Regions from separate parts of the Pan troglodytes genome. Here regions 2 and 3 are each linked to region 1. A link is a contact called in public Hi-C data. All regions are on one chromosome and are shown on one strand. Each heading gives the region's core, a stretch centred on a gene start, on an enhancer-like site or on the middle of the called end of the contact. The rest is flanking DNA. Distances are from core to core; before and after follow the strand shown.

Evidence for each region. Hi-C and Micro-C count contacts between places; a contact is called where the count stands out from the background.
Region 2: a contact with region 1 is called in a Hi-C map of stem cell-derived neural progenitor cells, with 6 times the contacts expected there. The contact joins two enhancer-like sites. A contact is called at or near these places in 2 of 7 Hi-C or Micro-C datasets (blood and stem cell-derived neural progenitor cells) and 1 of 1 other capture datasets (stem cell-derived neural stem cells).
Region 3: a contact with region 1 is called in a Hi-C map of stem cell-derived neural progenitor cells, with 4 times the contacts expected there. The contact joins two enhancer-like sites. A contact is called at or near these places in 4 of 7 Hi-C or Micro-C datasets (blood, induced pluripotent stem cells and stem cell-derived neural progenitor cells) and 1 of 1 other capture datasets (stem cell-derived neural stem cells).

The regions. Positions count from the first base shown.
Region 1 is chr13:107,988,329-107,991,776 of NHGRI_mPanTro3-v2.0_pri, reverse strand. NRP2 (neuropilin 2) reads right to left here. Exons shown (of 17, transcript XM_016950360.4): 13 at 1,771-2,033; 14 at 131-227. Among named protein-coding and RNA genes, the nearest start is that of NRP2, 82 kb to the right of the region's middle. Within about 2 kb of position 1,921, at least 6 of the 24 cell types and tissues checked have an H3K27ac peak or open chromatin away from gene starts, as enhancers often do. A contact at or near this core is called in stem cell-derived neural progenitor cells, where this site is marked.
Region 2 is chr13:108,160,656-108,164,103 of NHGRI_mPanTro3-v2.0_pri, reverse strand. No RefSeq gene overlaps it. Among named protein-coding and RNA genes, the nearest start is that of INO80D, 170 kb to the left of the region's middle. Within about 2 kb of position 1,918, at least 5 of the 24 cell types and tissues checked have an H3K27ac peak or open chromatin away from gene starts, as enhancers often do. A contact at or near this core is called in stem cell-derived neural progenitor cells, where this site is marked.
Region 3 is chr13:108,120,817-108,124,264 of NHGRI_mPanTro3-v2.0_pri, reverse strand. No RefSeq gene overlaps it. Among named protein-coding and RNA genes, the nearest start is that of INO80D, 210 kb to the left of the region's middle. Within about 2 kb of position 1,919, at least 1 of the 24 cell types and tissues checked has an H3K27ac peak or open chromatin away from gene starts, as enhancers often do. A contact at or near this core is called in stem cell-derived neural progenitor cells, where this site is marked.

The sequences.
Region 1 (3,448 bases), core at 672-3,171:
TGCAGAGACTATGGCTGCCCCACCCACTGGGTAACGACTGCATTGGAAAATGGTGTCCTGCCTCCTCTTGCTTATCCCAGCCCTTGGGGTCTTATTTGAAAGAACCATGAAGAGACAGATATTCACATACCCATGCAGTTCTCCAGTGGGACATCAGTGCTTATCCGAATGTCGTCAATGGCAATCTCTCCGGAACGTCCTTTCCCTATCACTCCCTCGAACACAATCTAGAAGCCGGAAGAATAAGAGCCATGGTTAACTGAGTCTCCTAGTCCAAACGGTGCAAGGATTTCCAAGTTTCTGTTAGCTGCAGCTTAAAGCGTGTGTGTGTATGTGTGTGTGTGTGTGTGTGTGTTATTGCACCTGGTACACATCTGTTGACCACATGGCTACAGCTCTTGAAATCTTAATTCAAAATGAGTTTGTTCAAATCAAACGCATATTTAAGGGGATAAGAAAATATAACAAGGGGGTGGATATTGTTGTCCAGTAACTAGAATGTATTGATTAAAAGGGCCATAATCAGAGACTATTGAAAGGGGGGTTGAAACTTCCCTCACTATTTTCGAGGTTCCTGTCTCATAAATCTTTCAAATGCCCAATCCAGGTATTTGAAAACTCAGAAGACACAAGTAGGTGGGGGTAATGTGAGAAATACAGCACATAGGTTTTGATTTGTGCTCCTTGTTATAAGTTGCCTTAGAGCTTCATTATTACAGCTAGGAGGAAAAGAATTTGTTTTTTCACCAGCCATTTACTGAGCACCTACTATGCCCTGGACATAAGGATAGTAACAAAACCTAGTAAGACAAGATCTCTGCCCAGAGAAGCTCACCCATCTAATGGCTGAGACACAAATGCAAACAGGTAGTTACAATATAACACACTCAGGTGAGTAAGTGGGAACCCAGATGGGGGTGGGGAGGGTCTCAGGATGCCTTGCAACCTCAAGGGACAGGGACTGCAGGCTGTACACAGAAGCCCCTCGGCTCTGTGGTCTTCAATCATTCCTCATGCTCGCCCTCCCCAGGTTCCTCTCTGCAAACTAGCACATGTCCTCTGGCAAGCTGGGTGAGCAGTTGGCTGCCGCACCAGCCATCTGTTGCTGCTCCTCGTCTGGGGAGGAGAAGGTTAATGCTTTGGCTGGTTCTCAGTCACCTCTTCCACAGTGTGTCTACTCCTACCCAAGTTGCAACCACGGCTGAACATACCCATCTGTGCCTCAGTCTCCTGCTCTGTGGGGCAGAGATAACAGAACTCCATTCCGGGAGCTGGTGAGAGAGAGAGAGAGCACTCACTCTGGAGCCTCTCATGTCTGCCGGCCACTGAGCGCCAACAGCCCCCGCTCCCCTTCCTGTGTTCATGCTGCCTGGGACAGGTCTGGGAGATTATCCTATTTCCTCCCCAGATCTGAAGGGGCTCCACAGGCCTCTTTCCTTGTGTGTGGAGGGTTTGTTTGTGTTTATTTCTCTGGCTTCTGTGTCCCTTTGTCAGCCTACCTGATAGCAATCTAAAATAAAATGGAGAGGAGAAACATTTGTTGGAGAAGATTTCAGCAATATAAAAGGCAACAGGAGGAACAAAGAACCAAGTCTGGGTGTAGAGATAGGCATATTCTGAATAACAAATAAGAGTGTCATTCAGTTGCCATGGCAACGTGAGAAACACAATGAAAACAGTAGCGCTTAACCACGTTCCCTAATGATGAATGGGCTCGGCCCTTGAAATATTGAAATACGGATCACAAGATTCCCTTTTTGCTCACCCCACCTGGTACTCCATGTCGTAGCTGGGCAGGATGATCCGCCCGTGCTTCCACTCGCCGCCCTGGTCCTCGCGGATGACCCACAGCAGCTTGCTCTCCTGGCTGGCTTCCCGCACCACCTGCAGCGCCACCCCGCGGCCGCCCGTGGCCTGGTACTGGAACTCCATGCACACCGGGCTTCGGGGCAGGTGGACAGGGGGGCTGATGAGCCGGGCATACTGGCCCTCTCTCCGGCTGTCACTCTGCAGCCGCAAGAAATTCCTGTCATCTGGCGGAAACAAACCCAAACAGAGGTTCTCCATAAACACTCGGGAAAGACACCAGTGTGCTGCTGTGGCCTCTCCAAGGGAAAGTTGGGACTGAGTTTCAGTGTCTTTGGTTTATTCATGTCCTTGTTCTCCAGGCTCTGTGACCCTTTCTTAAGGCTCCTTCAGAGCCTTGATTCAAATGCTGTGTGTTCTTAAGAGTCTCTAAGTCAAATCGGTCCCTCCTGCCTATTTCTCGGTATCATTTCCTTTCCATCTCTTTCACATGGAGCACCCGGCACAGCTGCCTTATGTCTTGGCTTGTTGTGTGCGTGCCCTTCTTCTCCCTCTAGATTCTGAGAGGCCAGACCCACATCCTATTCATCATTAACTCACCCAAAGGGCCAGTGCAATCTGATGAACTGAATTACAAGGGGACAGATTACAGGGGGTGAGGGGCTGCTAGATTGGAGGGTGACTATGACCAGGTGGTTGATGCTTCCAGCCCTGGCCATCTTGGCTGGGCACTGTCCAAATGGCTGACATTTAAAGCCTTCTGTCTCCATCAGTGCTCCTAGATGATGCTTGGGCTCTAGTGACTGTGACTCAGAAGCCCAGTGTCACCTTCAAACAGAACAGAGGGTGGGAGCTGAAAGAGATGATTCAGGGAGGCTTGAACTTGGCCTTTCTGAGACAGCCAGGCACATATGGCTCCAGTGATAAAGGTGCTGTCATTATCATTAACAAAGGCTGTGTGTTTAGCAGAGAATATATGTGTTCTGGGAAATTAAGGGTTTACCAATCCAAATGTTTGGAGAATGGCCTTTTTGGCTGATTAGTTTCAAATTCATCAGACACTCATGTGGAAGACCGAGTTCTTGTTGCTGTTGGCAGACTACGTGCCTTGCAGAACACAGGTGTGACCTGCACCTTCAAATCCAACTTGTACAGGACCATTCTGGCTACTTGTACAGAGAACAAGGTGGCATTTGGTGAGGAAATCTCAGTACCTCTTTTTGGCCCTGAAACATAGGGGCGTCTTAGGCTGAATACTTCTGCAAGATGGCAGGGCCACTTTTCTACCACATATGCAGCATGGAACGTGGGCATGTCAGATGCCTTAGGATCATGTTAGTGTGAGGTCATGTTAACCTGGGACAGATGCACAGAGCTTTCTTACTCCACAGGGACTGTGAATATCCTGGACTTGTCAGGGTAGATGGGCTAGGATTCTAGAGCCTAGAATCAATGCAATACTCCCTGGACCGCTGCTTTGCTGTTGTTAATCCTGCTGACCTCAACTTTCTAGGTGAGAGCTGAGCCTGTGCTGGACCTCCCATCAGTGGCCCAGAAACAGCTCTTTCCTTCTTGACTCCCCAGCTGCCTCACCTACCTCCCTGCTCCCCTAAGCCCCTTCCTGTTTAGACTCTCTGGGATT
Region 2 (3,448 bases), core at 669-3,168, 170 kb before region 1:
GGACTGCAAAACGACCATCTCTAGCTGAGGGCTTTTCTTTTCCTGAAATTTTCGCAACATAGATGCTGTATGTTCCTATTAGTCTTAATAAGCACTCTGCTGGGGATGGTGGACAGCCTCTTGGGTGAACATTTGCTTATTGCCTCTTCCTAAAGGGCCGTAGTGGGGCATATTAATAAAACATATGCCGCCTTCAGTAAATGGGATCTTTATTTACAATGGGAATTAAAACATGGGGATATTACCTGTAGCAGGCCTTCACCATTTGTTTCTATGCATTTCTGAGAACACTCCACATATGTTTCTAGATTCTTCATCTTCCAGGTGAAGAAAAGTCATGAAATCTCTGCATTAAACTGCTCATGTAACCTGGAAATGATTATGTTGGAGTTTCAGATCCAAATCCAAGCCTCCCGTTTCTTTGCACTTCAGTACTATTTTTTCTTTTCTCCTAGCTAGACTTGAAAATATTAGCTTGCTGGACCACCAGATATGTCTGCCATTTTGAATGTCTACTTCTTTATTCATATTGTAACCAATGCCAGCTAAGACTGTCCTTACACAGTTGTATAAATGACCACATTCCCATCTACTTTGTAAATGCTTTGGCATTCAGAATGCATATACATTTTATTGTATTTCCCTGTATTACGGCTTTTCCACTGGGAGATTAAGAGGCTAATTCAGAGCCATGTGATTACAGGAAGATGTGTGAGGAAGGCAACAGGGATCCTATTCTATAAGGTCCGCTGGGCCCAAACAAGGAATCCATATGTTTCCATTTCCCTAATAGGCAGAGAAAATAAAAAACAAAGAGGCCTAGAGACACACACCTGCACAAGCAACCGAGCAGAAGTAACCTATAAACACATGAAAAGCAGCTCTCCAACAATTCCATCTGCATTTTATTGAAAGAAATCTTTGAAAAGGAGAGAGAGAAGGTACAATTTACAAGAACCATGGTATAAATCCTGCCACAGTGCCAATTGCTAAAAGCACTGGAGCCTGGGAAGGAGGGAGAAATCCATTCATTCATTGCCCCCAGAAAATAGGCATTCAGGCTGTGGCATACCTCATGCACCCCGTGGGATTTACACCTCTGACTGGCTGATTGCATGAATCACCTTGGATTGATTGCTTCTATATAGAATGTTTCTTTATAGTGTATATGCCTTCTCATCGCAGCTCAGCTCAATTCCATTCTGCTGAGCCTCTTCGGGACACTTTCCATGAGAGATGCAGGAGAAGGTAATGTTGTGTTTGTTGGTTTCTCTGGTACATTTCAGGACTGATTTACTCCTATGCCGGGTGCAGAGGGAAATTCCATCATTCCCACATCAGGTGAATCCTAAATCAAGCAGCCCCATCCCCATTTCTACAAAGGACCATGCACTTTTCTCTTTCTGTATTGTTATTACCCTTTAAAAAATCCCTCATGGACATGCATATGTCTTTTTCCTTTCCTTTCCTCTCGCTTCTCCCTTTTTTCATGGGAAAATAATTTTGTCCATCGGATATATCACTCAGCATGTCTGGTATTAATGCTTAAGGCGGCTGCTTTCAAGGTTCATGTTTGCTTCTCTTTAAGTTTTTTATTAGCTCTCCCTGAGACACTGGGTTTCTCTTCCAGGGCTGTCCATCTGTCTCAGCCTTTTAAGGGTTTTGATCACTCTTGTAGTTGTTATTTTTCCCCGCTGTTGTCCTCATTCCCGGTGCTCAGGCCACAGAAGATCTCTTTGGAAAACCTTTCAGATCATCGGAACTGGCCACACTAGACTGAAGATTTGAGAGACGCACAACTTGAGAATGCTCCAGGGTCTCTCGGACACAAGCACCACGGAGCAAACACCGGGAGCCCAGCTCCTGTCGCTGGCAGCGCTCCTTGGCGTGTGTTCATGTTGCTGGCGGGCACTAGGTGGCGCTCCAGGCTCGCTCACGGGAGGGAGGATGCCCGGCTGTCTCGAGAAGCGGCCCCGGACCGGGAGGGACCCTGCCCGACCCCTCCACCCACGCGGGAAGTCCCGTAGCCCACACAGCCGTCTGGGTGTCTCTCGGGCTACCGTGTTTCCACCCTTCTCTCAGACTCTCACCCCTGTAGACCTGTCAGGGATGAGCCTCCAGGATTGTGGAGGGCATGGGCTGGGGCTGGCCTGAAGGATTTAAACAAATATTGGTCTTCCCCCAAGGCCTGAAATCTCTTCAGTTCATTTCTTAACATTAGTGTGGAATACTCTATCCCGGTTACTTATTTTTACCACGAAGAGGAGGTTTCTATGAAAGAAAGAAAGAAAGGGAAGGAAGGGAAGGAAGGAAGGGAAGGAAGGGACTTACTTAAGAGCCCGTGGGAGGCAGCTATGGGAAGATGACGTGAGCCTGTTTTCTAAAGTAAGAGAGTGTGCAGGTTGCTTAATCTCCTTGGCTCTCTGGACCTCAGCTTTTCTCTGTAAAATGGGAACGATAACGCTGCTGTGAAGATCAAATCAGACTCAATGTCCATGAGGTCTCTCTCTCTTTCTTTTCAACAGGGTCTTACATTCTGCTGCCCAGGCTGGAGTGCAGTGGTGTGATCACGGCTCACTGCAGCCTTGACCTCCTGGGCTCCAGCGATCCTCCCACCTCAGCCTCCCAAGTGGCCTACCAACTAGCAAATTTTTGTATTTTTGGTAGAGATGGGGTTTCATCATGTTGCACAGGCTGATCTCAAACTCCTGGGCTCAAGCGATCCGTTCGCCTCGGGCTCCCAAAGTGCTAGGATTACAGGCGTGAGCCACCGCGCCCGGCCCCCTTTGTTTTCATGCCATCAGTCTCTCCTGGTTTTTATTCTCTTTCTCAGGCTTTTAAAACGTCTCCTTTGTGGGTTTTTTTTCCCTTTCTACTTTTTCTTAAACGTGGGTGTTTCCTGGGTTTTAGCCATACCAATTTATTCTTTCGCTGTGGTGCTTGTTTTAAATAACCCCGTGTTCTTTCTCTGGAGAACATCGACTACCAGGAGTCAGCTTCCCCTGCTGGTTCCTAGATCCCGGCCCACTTCCCGCCTCTGTCCAGGGCTCTGGATCCAGAGGTCAGCCGCCCACGGCGCCATTCCACAGAGTCCTCCCGGGAGTATTTCAAGCTCAGCATGCTCTGACCTGAGTTGGTGCAGTTTTCTTCTCCATTGCCCTGCTCCTGAATTTCCTACCTCACCCATGATACCATTTGCTACCAGGCTTCCAAGGCAGACCCTGGGCGCCACCCTTGCCTCCTTCTCCTCCTTTATTCCTCACAGCCAGTAGGGAATACAGTCAATACAGAGCTTTCCATCTGTACCCCTTCCCCACCTCCCCACAGCCCCCCAGGTGGGCACCCCCCACCTGCTTCCCTTGCCTCCAGGCTCCTCCCTCTGCCATCCTTCCATCCCGTCCCCAAATGCAGTCAGAAAGAACTTGCTAAATCAGCTGGGTGTGGTGGC
Region 3 (3,448 bases), core at 670-3,169, 130 kb before region 1:
CACATTTAATTTCTCAGCAATCTTGAGAGGTATAAGGATTACATCTCCACTTTTCAGATGAGGAGAATAAGTTATCACTCCAAATCAAACATTAGTGAACAACAGAGTGAGAATTTAAGTTCTTAGCCCGGACTCCAAGCCCTGTTCAAAACTATTACATGACACCGATAAACCCTTTTATACTAACCTGTAAACAATCAATAACAGCTTCACATGGTACCTCCTGTGTGGGACAAGGCTGGTTCTTTAGGGCATCGCTCAAATGCTGGCATTGGAAGATCCTGGATGCGAGGAGTCCTTTGTTCCTTCAGCTGAACCTCCCAAGATGTTTCTGATTCGCTTCGAGAGAGTCTGCCTGGCTCACCTGCCTAAGACATGGGTAGGAATGGCAGGCAGGTGGGCTAGGCCACAATTCTGCTTCTTGAAAAAAATGGACTGTTCTTCTGATTTAAGAAGTAAACCCTATTCAGTGTAGAAAATGAAAACAAATATAAAATATGTAAATAAAAATGACCAACCATCCTTAGCTAGAGGTAAGGATTGTCACAATGTTTCAGGATTGTACTTTTCACTTATCTTGTGCCTCTCTCTCTCTGTCCTCCTCTCTACGTGCATATATACATTTTGGAAGGTGGATCTAGTGTACATATAATTTTCCTTATTTATTAAATCTCCATTTTATTCTAAAGGATTCAGCATGGATTACAAAGGCACATAAAAAACGATAGAACAAACTAAAAGTGGGGTTAAGAAAGACAAATCTACACCATAATGCCATGTTCAGATTTGTATTTTTAACATTTAACATGACATTGAGCATATGTGTCCATTTGCCATTAAATAGACTGTTGCATTATTTTTTAAATGTATTAGTATTATTATTTTTAATAGAAGGAAAGCATATGACCGCAGAGCAGTGCACAGGTTGGAAGTGAATGGCTGGATGCGGTATCTTGTGGGTTTTGTTTTTTTTTTTTTTTTTTTGAGACAGGGTCTCACTCTGTCCCCAGGCTGGAGTGCTGTGGCGTAATCTCGGCTCACAGCAGCCCCTACCTCCTGGGCTCGAGCGATCCTCCCACCTCAGCCTTCCAAGTCGCTGGGACTACAGGTGTGCGCCACCACACCCGGCTATATATATATATGTATTATTTGTAGAGACGGGATTTCTCCATGGTACCTAGCCTGCCACATCATTCTTAATGTCTCCACGGCATTGCACTGATGGGAGCAGCGCTCTGTATCTGATCAGGCCCCTCCTATTGGCTGTTAGGCCGCTTCCAAAATGGCAGATTTACAAATAAAGCTGCAAACAACACCTTTGTAAAGAAGTCTTTGTGCACCCCCTCCATTTCCTGAATGGGCGTTTCTAGAAGTATTTCCAGCAACACCAGAGCCATGGAGGAATCCTATGTGTGAATCCCCCACTGCCCTGGGAGAGCACAGCATTTTCTGGTGCATCCAGAGGTTGCCCAGCCCCTCTCTACGTCAGTATGGACCCTTCGCATCCTAGGCCAATCACGTCGCCTTCCAGACTGTCCCCACGTATGTCCCCATGGCTCTGCCAGCTCCCTGCCCTTACGCCTCTCAGGGATGCACGGTTGGGCTACTATAGGAGCTACTGCCTGTTGAGATGAGCACCCCCGAAGTTGGGCATTTGAAAGGGAAATAGAGTCAGATACTTGCCGGAGGTGAATGATGTGGGTGAGGGAAGTCGCTGGACTTGGCTTATTTCTGTTTGATCCTTACCAAGTTTTCTGCAAAGAAACTGCTTGGGATGCTGCTTATGCGGCTTTCTCATTTGCTGAAAAACAATGTGTGTCCGGAGTAGTGAAAAGGCAACGGACCCAAACTGCCTCCAGCGCCAAGAACCCGGCAGTCCACACGAGGGCGCTGTTCTCCCGCCATGAAGGACTAGGCGGGCTCCTGCTTTCTGGGCGGAAAAGGGCGCCAGGAGGCAGAGCGGGAAAACCGGCAGAGGGTGTGGGAGGGAGGAGGAGACGTTTGCCTTCCCCGTCATTCTCCTTCCTTGCAGAGCCTCTCCTTTCCCTCAGGGACTCCCTCACCACCTCTTCCTTACAGCCCCCTCACTGCTTTTCCTTGCGTATCTTTCGGATGCCACAGTCAGCTCTGGGCCCATCCATGGCTCCATCTCCTATCCTAGGGTTGTCCCGCGGCGCCCTCTTTTCCAATGGATTTCCCCCCTCTTATCCTGTACTGGCTATAATTTTTTTTAAAGTGACATATATTTACTTGTGTATTTAATAAAGTTTTGGTGCACTTAAAAAATGTTAAAGCAGAAAAATTAATCCTTTTGTATTTATTAATTTTTTTCTGGAAAATAGAAACCCACAAAAACAAGATTATTTAAGATTTTTTCCCCCTTGCATAAGGCACCTGGTTGCCTGTTATTTATATACGTATTTTTTGTGGATCAGTGGACCCGAGGAGAAAAATGATCAGAACTGTAACAAATATAACCTAATAGTCATCAGGTTCTTGGTCTTTGATTCCTTTATATTCAGGGCTGTAAACAAGTCTGCATCCGGAAGTGGAAATAAGGCAGCTAAAGAATTCATGAATAATAGTCACAATGTATTGAGCTTTCAATAATAGTGACAGTGTATTGACCCATGTCCTCCACTACCAGTGAGGGAGCTGAGGTCAGAGAGTGTGAAGAGTGAGGCCAAGGTGACCCAGATGAGGAGGGTAGCTAGGATTTGATGCCCGCTCTTAGTGGCTTCAAACCTTGGGCCATTTCAGTAGCAACCCATGAGACCATTCAAGTGGACCTGGGCAGTGAGTCCGGCTTTAGGGTCACTTCTGCGGAACAGTAAGGTCCAAGAGGTTCCTCATCCAGCTGAATGCGGGGCTTCAGTACCTTTCTGAGACCAAGGGACAGGGGGAACCCAGACTCAGGGAGCCGAGCAAGCTGACCCCACGCCTCTATTGGAGCTAAGGGAGAGCAGCGCCGTGCACAGCGCTCTTTGGTTTAATTGTAAGGCACCATTCTCGCCCACACATGACCATTGGCTGGGTACTCATTTTTCTTTAGTGATAAGGAAGAGCAAAATCAACCCACATGATCTAGAGCAGTGGTCCTCAACCTTTTTGGCACCAGGGACTGGTTTTGCAGAAGACAGTTTTCCATGGGCCCACCAGGGTGTGGGGATGGTTTCGGGACTATTCAAGCCCATTACATTTATTTTGCACTTTATTTCTATTATTATTACATTGTAATATATAATGAAATAATTATATAACTCACCATAATGTAGAATCAGTAGGAGCCCTGAGTTTTCCTGCAACTAGACAATCCCATCTGGGGGTGATGGGAGACAGTGACAGATCACTAAGCATTAGATTCTCATAAGGAACATGCAACCTAGATTCCTTGGGTACGCAGTTCCCAATAGGGTTCATGCTCCTATGAGAATCTAATGCTGCCGCT